Regions from separate parts of the Mus musculus genome. Here region 2 is linked to region 1. A link is a contact called in public HiChIP or PLAC-seq data. All regions are on one chromosome and are shown on one strand. The core of a region is the stretch at or near the end of the contact, and the rest is flanking DNA. Distances in the headings are between cores, read along the strand shown. Region 1 holds the start of Yes1 (YES proto-oncogene 1, Src family tyrosine kinase). Region 2 holds the start of Slc5a1 (solute carrier family 5 (sodium/glucose cotransporter), member 1).

Region 1 (4,821 bases), core at 894-3,393:
TGGCTTCCCACTGTTGCAGGAAGAAAAACTCATTACCAGGACCTTAGTGAAGTGGGCAAATCTCTCCCCGAAAGCACTTTATTCTAAGCAAGAACATTTCCAGGCAGAATCATAGGTTCCATTGGTCATCATCAGTTCAACTTCTAATAATTCAAACTTCCAGCCAACTTTGATAAGTAAGAACACCTTAGTTTTAGAAATACCTAATATAGTTCAAATTTTCCACTGGCCTTCCCCTTCCTTCCTAGGGCTGATTTTCCCAGAAGTTTCAAGATAGGTCTTAACACACTGTAACATTGTGAAGAGGGATGCATGAGCCGACACTCACCTGACCATTTCAGAAACAGGGTTTTAGCTATGACTAGTTTCTATAACAACAAAATTTCCCAGCAAAATTTCCCAGATCCTGTCACCATCTTTAAGAATATTTCTAAAATAGCCATTAAATGTAACCTTTAAGTTGTAGGTGTATTTTTGATACTCTCTCCCTACCTTAAAGTACAGAAATTGTGTGTGATGGTACCTACTTGTAACCCCAGAAACTGGGAGGTAGAGACAGGAGAAGGAGGGGCTCAAAAATCATCCTCAGCTACACAGCAAGTTCAAAGCTATCCTGGGCTACACAAGACTCTGTCTCAAAAAAGCAAGCAAAGTAAAACAAAATAAAATATAAAACAAATTCAAAACAGGTTAGACTAACATTGAGAGGGTTTTTGTTTGTTGTCTTTTAAATTGGGAGAGTTTAGGGTCACAAATATATTTCTATTTTATCTGTAGGTTTAGAAAGGCAACAGCTCAAGTAACTAACGTTCTAGTTTCAAGAAAAAACTTGCTGGGCGGTGGTGGCGCACGCCTTTAATCCTAGCACTTGGTAGGCAGAGGCAGGGGGATTTCTGAGTTCGAGGCCAGCCTGGTCTACAAAGTGGGTTCCAGGACAGCCAGAGCTATACAGAGAAAAACAAAAAAACAAAAAAACAAAAAAAAAAAAAAAACAAAACAAAACAAAAAAACCCCTTAATGCACCAGTCAATGGCAAAATAAAGCACCGCGCTACATCACACATAGTTGTTCATGTGGATTCCCATTCCTTTCTCTGAAGAAACTTTTTAAAGCTGTGTGCATTTAAGTTGCTAAAGTACCAGACTACTGACGGAGTTGATATGTCAAAGATGATGCTGAATTTCTCTGAAAACCACAAAGGAAACCAACAGTCCCACATTAATACTTCGAATAACCCCACCAAAGAGGAAATACAAAAGGGAAATTAAGAGTGTGATAAGGCAGACGTGCCTTTAGCAGGAGTACTTCTAGATTGTCTTTTGACCCTCTCAATCTTGTACCTCAGTTCCTCCTAAACCCTTCCTTTTTCTACAAGGCAAGCAGAAAAAACGATGCAAGGCCTTCGGAGGGAAAACAAACAAAAAACCTTTCATCTTGACTTCTTCACTTCAAGGGGCCCAAACGTCAGCTTTCATAGCTGTCAAGAAGAGTCACAGTGCCTGTCCGGGTTCCCTATTACGAGGATCAAATACAATGCTGTCCCACTCTAAGTGAGAGCCACCATTCCTGGGAGAATTGCCAACACAACTCAGGTTCGGTTCTACTCGCGCGGCAAGGCTGGTTCGACCTACAGTCAACAGGAAGCTTCTGCGGCCAGACGAGAACCAAGGTGTCAGCACTGCCCTGATGGCTCACGCGGTTCGACTGTGATTTTACTATCAGTGACAAAGGGTGCGGAGGCACAAAGCTGAGAAATGAACAGTCAACCTTTCTCCAAAGAACCCCAACCCCGATCACCCTCCGAAAACAAAGCCCCACACCCCTCAGTGTTTCGGTGAGCCAGGCGGAGCCCCGCTTCGCCCGTTGCGGTAGTCGGCGTGCGGGCAAGGCAGGGAACCACATGCCGCTGCTGCTTTCTCCTCACGCCCCCTCGGGAGCACGCCTGACCCCTGGCGCCATGTTGGGCCGGCAGGCACGACACGGCCGGGCCTCCCAGCGGCCCGCGGACCCCGCGCAGAGCTCCCGCGCCGGAAGGCGCTCCCAGCAGACAGCAGAGCGCGAGTTCCGGTGAGCGGGCGCGCGCAGGTAGCCGCAACCCCCGCCCCGCGCGCGATCCGGAGCGGAGGGGCGGGGCCGGCGGCGAGAGGAGGAGAGAGGGAGGCCGCGGGGTGCGGGCGTCCGGGAGTTCCCTCCTCCTCAAGTAAAGCGTCCCGGGCCGGCTGCGCCGCCGTCGCTGCCTCCTGGCGCCCCGCGACCTGGAGGTGGAGAAGGGAGAGGGACCCGCGGGCGTCCACCTCGGCCGGCCGCCTTCTCCCCGCGGCGACCCGTGCGAGTGCGGCCGGACTCAGGTAAGCTCGCGGCGTGGCCTCGCGACGTAGGCAGCTGACCCGGACCGGGCAGCTCTAGGCCTCGGCATCCACCCTCCTGCTCCCGGGCTTCTCGAGGCGCCGCCGCCCCTGCCGCTGTCCGCCTACTGGTCCCGGAGTCTGGAAGTTGAGGAGAAACTTCTCCCCTCCCGCGGTCTGGCTGGCGGGCGTGAGTGTCTCGTCTCCTGGGCTCACTACCTGCTTGCCCAGTGCCTCGGTCTCCGCCCTGTCCAGTACTTCCCGATTCTGCGGGAGTCCGGATAGTGGTCCAGCCTATGTGGTGCCGCCGCTGCACCCTCCACCCCAAAGGACGTGGGGTCACTCCCGAATGAGGACCAGAGGGTAGGGCAGCGGCCCCTTCTCGTCCTAGCGGCTGGAGGTCTGTGTCGCCGGACGCCCGCAGCAACTGTCTGGAGCGAGGAGTGGAACTCGTGGAGCGAGCGGGTGAGCGGCGGGTTGTACTTGGTTTGATTGCAAACCACGACCTGTTTATAAAGTTTTCCTTTGTTTGGGTTTGAGGGTGTTGGGACGTGTTACAATCAGCGGCCACTTTTAAGTGCCTTGCCACTCCGCCTCCCCGTGAGTTCGGTTCTCTGTCCTCCTGTGTCAACGAAAATTTTGTTTGTGTTTTGCTTCTTGATAATTGCTTCCAGCTTTTGCTTTATTGGGCTTGAGAAAGAGTTGTTTTTAAAAAGTGGGAATATCGTTTCTGGTATAGGGATTGTGAATGGGGCATAGCGTAGTTTTGATGTAGTTATTCTTTGCATAAGTGATTGGAACAGCAGTGGAAATGACAGTTATCAAAGTAAATAAACGAAAAGTATGCAGTTGAAACATAACTTTGTACCTCTCTTGTGTGTTCCACAGCTGTGTTTTTTACATGTGATTTCACAGGATATTTCGGTATGGTATATTCATGTATTTCGTGTAAAATTACTGACCAAAATTGGCAATTGAAAGTGAGTTTAAACATCCTGTTAAATTTCTAAATTTAAATTACTCACTAATGAAAATGTTATTAAGTGTGCATGTGTGACTCAATTTAAGGCCAAATGTGTGCTACCTCTATTAACCAGCACAATGGTGTGGACTAGAAACATTTTGAGTGGGCAGATAGGGAGTGTTAAATTAAAAGCCAAAGTTCTTATATGCAACATATATGAGAGAGAATACAACTGTAGGAAAGTTGTTCTTCAGGAATTTTTTCCGCTTGCTAAATGCATTTAGCTATATCTTATTTTTGAATACCAGCAAAACCTCAGTGAAAATGTAGATGCTGGTTGACATTTCAGTAGGTCCTAAATTTAGGGGAGGGAGAAGATTGCCTTTGATTGAAACTTAGATACAAGACTGTTTATATTCCATATTTCCAGGATAAAATAAAAGCTTTTAAAATGTGTGCTTTGCCATAAAACTACGGTAATGTTATACCTTTAATTTTGTAGCTAGTTTTTGCTGACTTCACAAACCACAAAATTGACTCCTTTCTGTTCAACTGAAAGTGAAATTACAGCCTTGACCTGTCTTCTTGGGATAGGTGTGAAATTTATCTCATGGCCAAAGGATAATATTAATATATAGTCAAAAATTGTTTTTAGTTGAAGAAATTCTCAAAAAAACCCATTGTCTTTGCAAATAAAATTTTATTTCATTGCATATATAAATAAAAGAATATGCTAAAAGAGTAGTGAAATATTACTACTTGTATACTTGTTTAAATCCTTGTTTACTTACAGTTCAAATTTGCATAGTTCTAACAGTAATAGCATACTACTGTGGGTAATTTAAAAAAATATATTTTATTTATATAAGTACACTGTCGCTGTCTTCAGACACCAGAAGAGGGCATCAGATCCCATTACAGATGGTTGTGAGCCACCATGTGGTTGCTGGGAATTGAACTCAGGATCTCCGGAAGAGCAGTCAATGCTCTTAACTGCTGAGCCAACTCTCCAGCCTTGGTAATTTTTAAAAAAAATATATTGAGCTTCCAATTTAGTGGTTCAGGTTGGTGTGAGCATCATTTATTAGTCTTATTACTTATTACCATTGTTTAGGAAAGAAACCTGAGCAGATTTTTTTTTTTTTTTTTTTTTTTGAAGAGCATTGCTAGGTTCTGATGTCTAGGGATGCAAATTTAAGTGATAAAACTATTAAAAAAAAAACTACAAGGAAGTGATGCTTCTATCCTTGGGGTCTTGGAGGTGTTAGTTTTAATTTAATTTATGAGCTCATACATTTGTGTGTTTGTTACCTGGGTTTTATATTTTACATAAAAATATTTTTAAGAAGCCTGAATGTAATGCAGTATAGAAGGTGCTTAGGTTAAGTTAATAATTTTCAAGATAATCTGGTTTCCTGTCACATCCTTTAATCTTTTCCCTGTTGATTAAAAATTTTAGTCATTGGTGTCTAGCTTAAGGGCACTCCCTGGGCTCTTCTTTGCTAACAGGTT
Region 2 (5,486 bases), core at 1,378-3,877, 490 kb after region 1:
TTTCATCTCAAAGAGGGAGAAGAGACCTGTTGAGCGCCAGTCACAGTGCTGTGTGTCTTTCAGAGAGCTGATCTCTCCAGGATCGTGTGACAATGAACTCTTATATTTTATCTTTCTCTCACTCCAAGCTCTGAGTTTGCAGCAAACCAAAAAGTATTCTAATTTCTACTTATATTTCTCATAATTAATGGCTCACTGACATGTCCCAAACCTATAGACAACTGGGATCAACTGCCAAATGGGAATAATGTTGGAGAGGGATGGAGGGCTGTTGGCCTAGAGGTGGCCTGCAAATCAGGACTAGGGCATCGGTGCTCCTTGATTTGACCCCTCCTGTGCCCTCTCTCCTAGCAATGGTTAAAATACATACAGGAACATTAATTGAATACTAGCTTGGCCACTTTCCGTCTGAAGGAGCTTGGGGCAATTTATTTAATCTTTTGAGTCCCAGTGCCCATGAGATGGGAAAACAAAGATGGTGGTTGTGAAAACAGAAGCTGTACCACTTGTACCCAGGTCATGCCTGTCTCTGTGTGGGCAAGGGCATACCTGAGAGCCCCTCATCTTTGAGCCCAGATAAAATGACCATGATGAAGATGAACGTTAACCCTGCTCTTGAGCACACTGGCGTGCTTCCTTCCGATGCAAAGAAGCATCCTCCTTAGTTGCTTTCTTGTTCACTTGCAAGTGAGGGAAGCAAAGCCCTGCCAAGCTAGGCAGCGTGGTCAGAGGCCACTTCTCTTGTTAGAGGAGAAGCCGGAATCCTATGTGCCCGATTACTACCCAGTGCTGTGCTCAAGGGAGTTGAGGGGCTAGAGGGGGTGGTGCGTGAGTGTGTGGTGTGGCTGGTGGCATCCAGGGAGGACCCTGATTCTTTACAACAATGGTTACTGTTCCCTTTCCTGGTTTTAGAAATGACCGTCCAGCGGTTGAAAAAAAATCTCATTCCTGGGAGGCACAGCAGGGGATAATATTGAGGCTAAAAGTGAGGATGGCAGGCTTTTGATATGCAAGTGTCGGGGACTTGTCTACAGTGAATAGAGAAGAGACTGAGAGCCAGGCCCTTAGGAGCCCAGCTAGACTCAGAATTGATTCTAGGGTCTTTAAAAAAGAGGACAGCTAGGGATGGTCTGCCAATTTGACTGAAAAGGAAATGGGCAGGGACAGAGCAGTGACCGGCCTGAGGCCCTGAGGCTCTGAGGCCTAGGCTCTTTGGAACCCAGGCTCCTGACTTCCAGCTGTGAATTTTTGCATTTTTTCTGCTACCTCCTCCCCCATGCCTTGGAGCCTGAGGCAGTGTTGGAGGAAAAGCTCAAGGGGAGGAAGGTAGGCTAGGGGTGTTGCAGGCGCTCCGTGCTTCTTCTCTAAAGCTAGTCTGGGACTGGGTTTCTTCAAGTCCTGAAGGGCGGACGCTCTGCACGGGCCGAGGCTGCAGGGCCAGCGCTGCTGTTGGCTCACTGTGTGACTGTGGGTCAGTCATGCTTTCTCTGTTAGTCATTTTTGTTCTGAGCCTGGGCTTCTGGTTCAGGTACCTGTCTGAATGCCCAGGGTGTGATGAGCTCCTTGGCAGAGAGTCTTTGGCATCTTCTCGGCTGTGTGCTCCACTTCACTTTTTTGATTCAGGGTCTTACTATATATACATAGCCCAGTCTCCGGTCAGGATCGCCTTGTCTCTTCTGTCTCCTGAGCACTGGGATCACAGGGGTGTGCTACTGCAACTAGATACCTCTCACACTTTAAACTGGTTTCGGAGCACATTACAAGTTGTCTCTTGCTCTTTGAGGGGGCTTGGTTCCAGGATCCGGTTAATATTGAAATTCAAGTCTTTTACATACAATGGCATAATTATATATATATATACACACATACAACCCACATGTCTTCTCATGTGCTTTAAATCATTTCTAGGTTACTTGTAACACCACGGCATGCAAGCTATGAAACATCACCATACTGTATTGTTTAGAGAATCACAAGGGAAATAGTCGGTACCAGTTCAGTACAAAACTCTTTCCATCCACGGTTGGTTGAATCATTTCAGTGAAGACACAGGACAAAGGAATGGCAGTAGTGGGACCCCTTCTCCCAGGCTGCAGGTGGTTGTTGTTCTTTCTGTGCTCCCTCAGTGGGTAGCTCCCGCAGTGGGTAGCTCCCGCAATTGCTCTTACGGGGGGAACTGCACTGTTTCTAGGGTCTAATGCTGTAGAGGTTCGGGAATGGGTGTCTGTGATGCTGGTGGTCAAGAGATTTGTACTGACTTTCTCCCAGCACCGTCCAGCAGTCTCATCCTCCTGACCATTTCTCCAGGAGACCAAGAACTTGGCTGAGTTCTCTGAGAAGTCCTGCACTCCTCTTTCACAGAGACGGCAGTCCACAAAGATGCCAGGTCTGCTTCAAAAGCACCTGCCGCAGATGGGCCCCAGCCTATAGATGCTTGGCTCCAGGTGCCTCTGGTCCCTCTGTGTAGCAACTCCTTTTCTGCCTCACGTGGGACTCCGTGGCAGACCAGGCGTGGCAACTGTTCGAGGTGCCCACTGCAGGAACACAGAGGACTTTTGTGCCAGGCAGTCACCACCCCTTAGCAGGCCCCTCCCTGCTCACAGAACAGACTTTACCTGCCGGCCAGGCGCCCAGGCGCCCGCAGACTCTCTTGAGCTTTGCTCGGTCTTCTTAAGGCACTGCACACCTAGGAGCTGCTTCCCGACGGTGCGGTGCAGCGCAGCAGCACAGGGGCCCAGCGTTCCTGCCGCGCAGCCCCACTGTCGCGGGTCCCCTCCCTCGGGGCTGATCATTAACTCAAAAGCAGTATAAGGAGTGAGTGGCCCCGGTGAGCCTGTGAGCCGAGAGGGACTCGTCGCCACCGCCATGGACAGTAGCACCTTGAGCCCCGCGGTTACTGCCACCGATGCACCCATCCCGTCCTACGAGCGCATTCGCAATGCGGCTGACATCTCAGTCATCGTCATCTACTTCGTGGTGGTGATGGCTGTCGGGCTGTGGGTATGTGCGGGTCCTGGGCACGGGCTAGAGAGGCCAGGGCGACTGTGTGGCATGAGAGGACACACAAAAATGCCATGGTTTCCCTGAGCCACAAAGGGGCAGGATGGGCTTACAGTGGAGATATCCCGGGAACGCTGGGGAAGAGTTCAGGACACAGGAGGCCTGTAGGTAGGAAGGTAGAGGATGCCGAAGGGAGCCTGTCAGAAAGGCCCTGGAAGATCCTGGGCTGAGGGGGGAAGTAGAGGGTCACAGAGACTAGAATAGAATGTGAGGGACAGGAAAGGCAACTTGGAGCAGCATTGTCTGACCTCTTAATTATCCACTTTCCAATGGGAAAGCAACAGCTGAGAGCCAGGAAGTCATCACCTCTGCAGACTGCAGGTGCTTGGGGCAGCCTATGGCTGACCAATGCCCCCTTCTGGGGAAGGGTAATCCAGAGGTCTTGCATGGTGGAATTAAAGAGGCCATCTGGGGTTAGAGATGAGGAAGGAGCAGGTGAACGGAGAGTGAACTGGTCTCAGGAAGAGGGAAGTATATATATCTCTCCTCTTGGGACTCTGGGACACACCAAACCAGAGAAACTTGTTCTTCAAAGCCTGGAACTTGGAAAGTTCATTTATGATGCTGGCACACCTAACAGCTGGGCAAAGTGTGCAAGCATTTTAGTTACCTCTAAAGGTTGAAGTGTGGAAGAAGCTGGAGTTAGGAAAGGATGGCAGGCATTAACCCTTTCACTAACAGAGCTCCATCAGGGAGTAAAAGGAAACATGGATTTTTTTCTTTTATTTTCAAAAAGAATTGTATAAATCACACATAACAGAAAGGCTCCCCAAGTGTCACTTGCATGGGACCTGTGGGGTGGACGCTTCATCAGTATACCTGGCTTCCTTAACAGTAGCAAGTGTCTAGCATAGGCACCTCGACTACTGCTCTCCTGTGGTTGAACTAAATGATGCAGAGTGAACCTCCCACAGCCTCTGTTCATCCACGTCTGAAATAGACGTGCTTGCATCTATGCCTAGGATCCCCTCCTCCAAATATTGAGAGTTGAGTCTGAAAGGTCTTTATGAGTCTAGGAATATCTCTTAGGCTTCTTCCATTCACCTTCCAGGGTTTGGGATCCATGCCCTGGATAGTTCTTGCTTGTATTTTCAAATAAGATGGGCAGCAACAGTGAGCTGGACAATACACCTTCACACGAAAAGCCACAGAACTGGGAAGACAGGAATGCCAGTTACAGTTTCACACACGAGGAACTTGAAGTCACAGGTGGTTGTGAGTTGCCTAAGATTTTGCAATCCTCGGGACTGTTCCAGGAACTTAGGTGTCCTGATCCTTGCCTAGACACTAGATCTTCAAGCATAGCGCTTGCTCCCTGCCTTCGCCCTCCAGTTCATGTTGATAGATACTGGAGCCAAGATGTAAGCCCACTATCTGCTAGCCATACCAGACGGCCCCCTTCCCAGAATGCACTGATCACTCAGTGCTCTTATCCCAGCTTCTCTTAGCCTTCCCAGTAATCCTGCAAGTGTTTACATTTCTTATGGTGTTTGCACTTTTGAAATATCTGTGATTTAATGTCACTTGTCCTGTTAAAATGCTACTTAATGAGCCTGTTAGTATTTGGTCTATGTTCAATCTTCCATTAGCCAGTGCCTCTGGACCTTGCTCATTTACCACTCCTCTTTTTCCTATTGAAGTGTTACGGTGGCTTGATCTAAGGATGGATACACTGGCTTCTGAGTGACTTCTGGGTTGCAGAGACTAACCCAAGCCCCTTGTGCTGCCTTAGAAAACCACCCACAGCTAATGCTCCTCCATCTCCAGCCTCATCCATTCCAACAATATTCAGTTTGGGTCAACTTTGCTTCCTCTTTGGTTATCTTTGAGTTTTGGGCCATTACTTGCTTGATATTCATTTCTCTTTTCCCTCACTATTTCACGTTGCTTCTTCAGGGGGTTTTATAGCAGCTTAAGTTGAATCACTGACCTTATTCTTGCTGGGAGATGCTAACAACCCAAACTAGAGTTGTTAAGAACTATAGCCCAATGGTTAAATGTTGGGCCACAGCCCATTTTTATATGGCTCATAAGCCAAGAATAACTTCTACACTTTTAGAGGGTTATACACATAATAGAATAAGGCAAAATAAAATTATGTGATAGAGAACCCACAAAATCCAAAGCACCTACTATCAGGTCTATTTTGTTCTCTTTTCAAAAATTTATTATTAGTAGTTTATTATATTGTGTATACAGGTGTGTTGTTTGCATGTCTGTTCCAATGTGTTCAGTGTCCTAAGGGTTCAAGACGTCAGATCACGCAGAATTGGAGTTACAGACAGTTGTGAGCTGCCATATGGGTTCTGGGAATTGAACCTGGGTCCTCTGAAAGGCCAGCCAGTGCTTTTTTTTTTTTTTTTTTTTTTTAAATTTATTTTTTTGGTTTTTCTAGACAGGGTTTCTCTGTATAGTCCTGGCTGTCC

The links. HiChIP or PLAC-seq counts read pairs in DNA pulled down with a chosen protein or histone mark.
Region 2: a contact with region 1 is called in an H3K27ac HiChIP or PLAC-seq map of embryonic stem cells, with 4 times the contacts expected there. The contact joins the promoter of Slc5a1 here to the promoter of Yes1 in region 1. A contact is called at or near these places in 1 of 39 promoter capture datasets (stem cell-derived epiblast-like cells) and 1 of 115 datasets of contacts at active chromatin or transcription factors (embryonic stem cells).

Annotation. Positions count from the first base shown.
Region 1 is chr5:32,609,028-32,613,848 of GRCm38.p6, forward strand. It overlaps Yes1 (YES proto-oncogene 1, Src family tyrosine kinase), which reads left to right and starts at 2,144. Exons shown (of 12, transcript NM_001205132.1): 1 at 2,144-2,348. It overlaps Gm10461 (collagen alpha-1(II) chain), which reads right to left. Exons shown (of 2, transcript XM_030254958.1): 2 at 1-3,025. The coding sequence ends at 2,197.
Region 2 is chr5:33,101,592-33,107,077 of GRCm38.p6, forward strand. It overlaps Slc5a1 (solute carrier family 5 (sodium/glucose cotransporter), member 1), which reads left to right and starts at 2,628. Exons shown (of 15, transcript NM_019810.4): 1 at 2,628-3,000. The coding sequence starts at 2,866.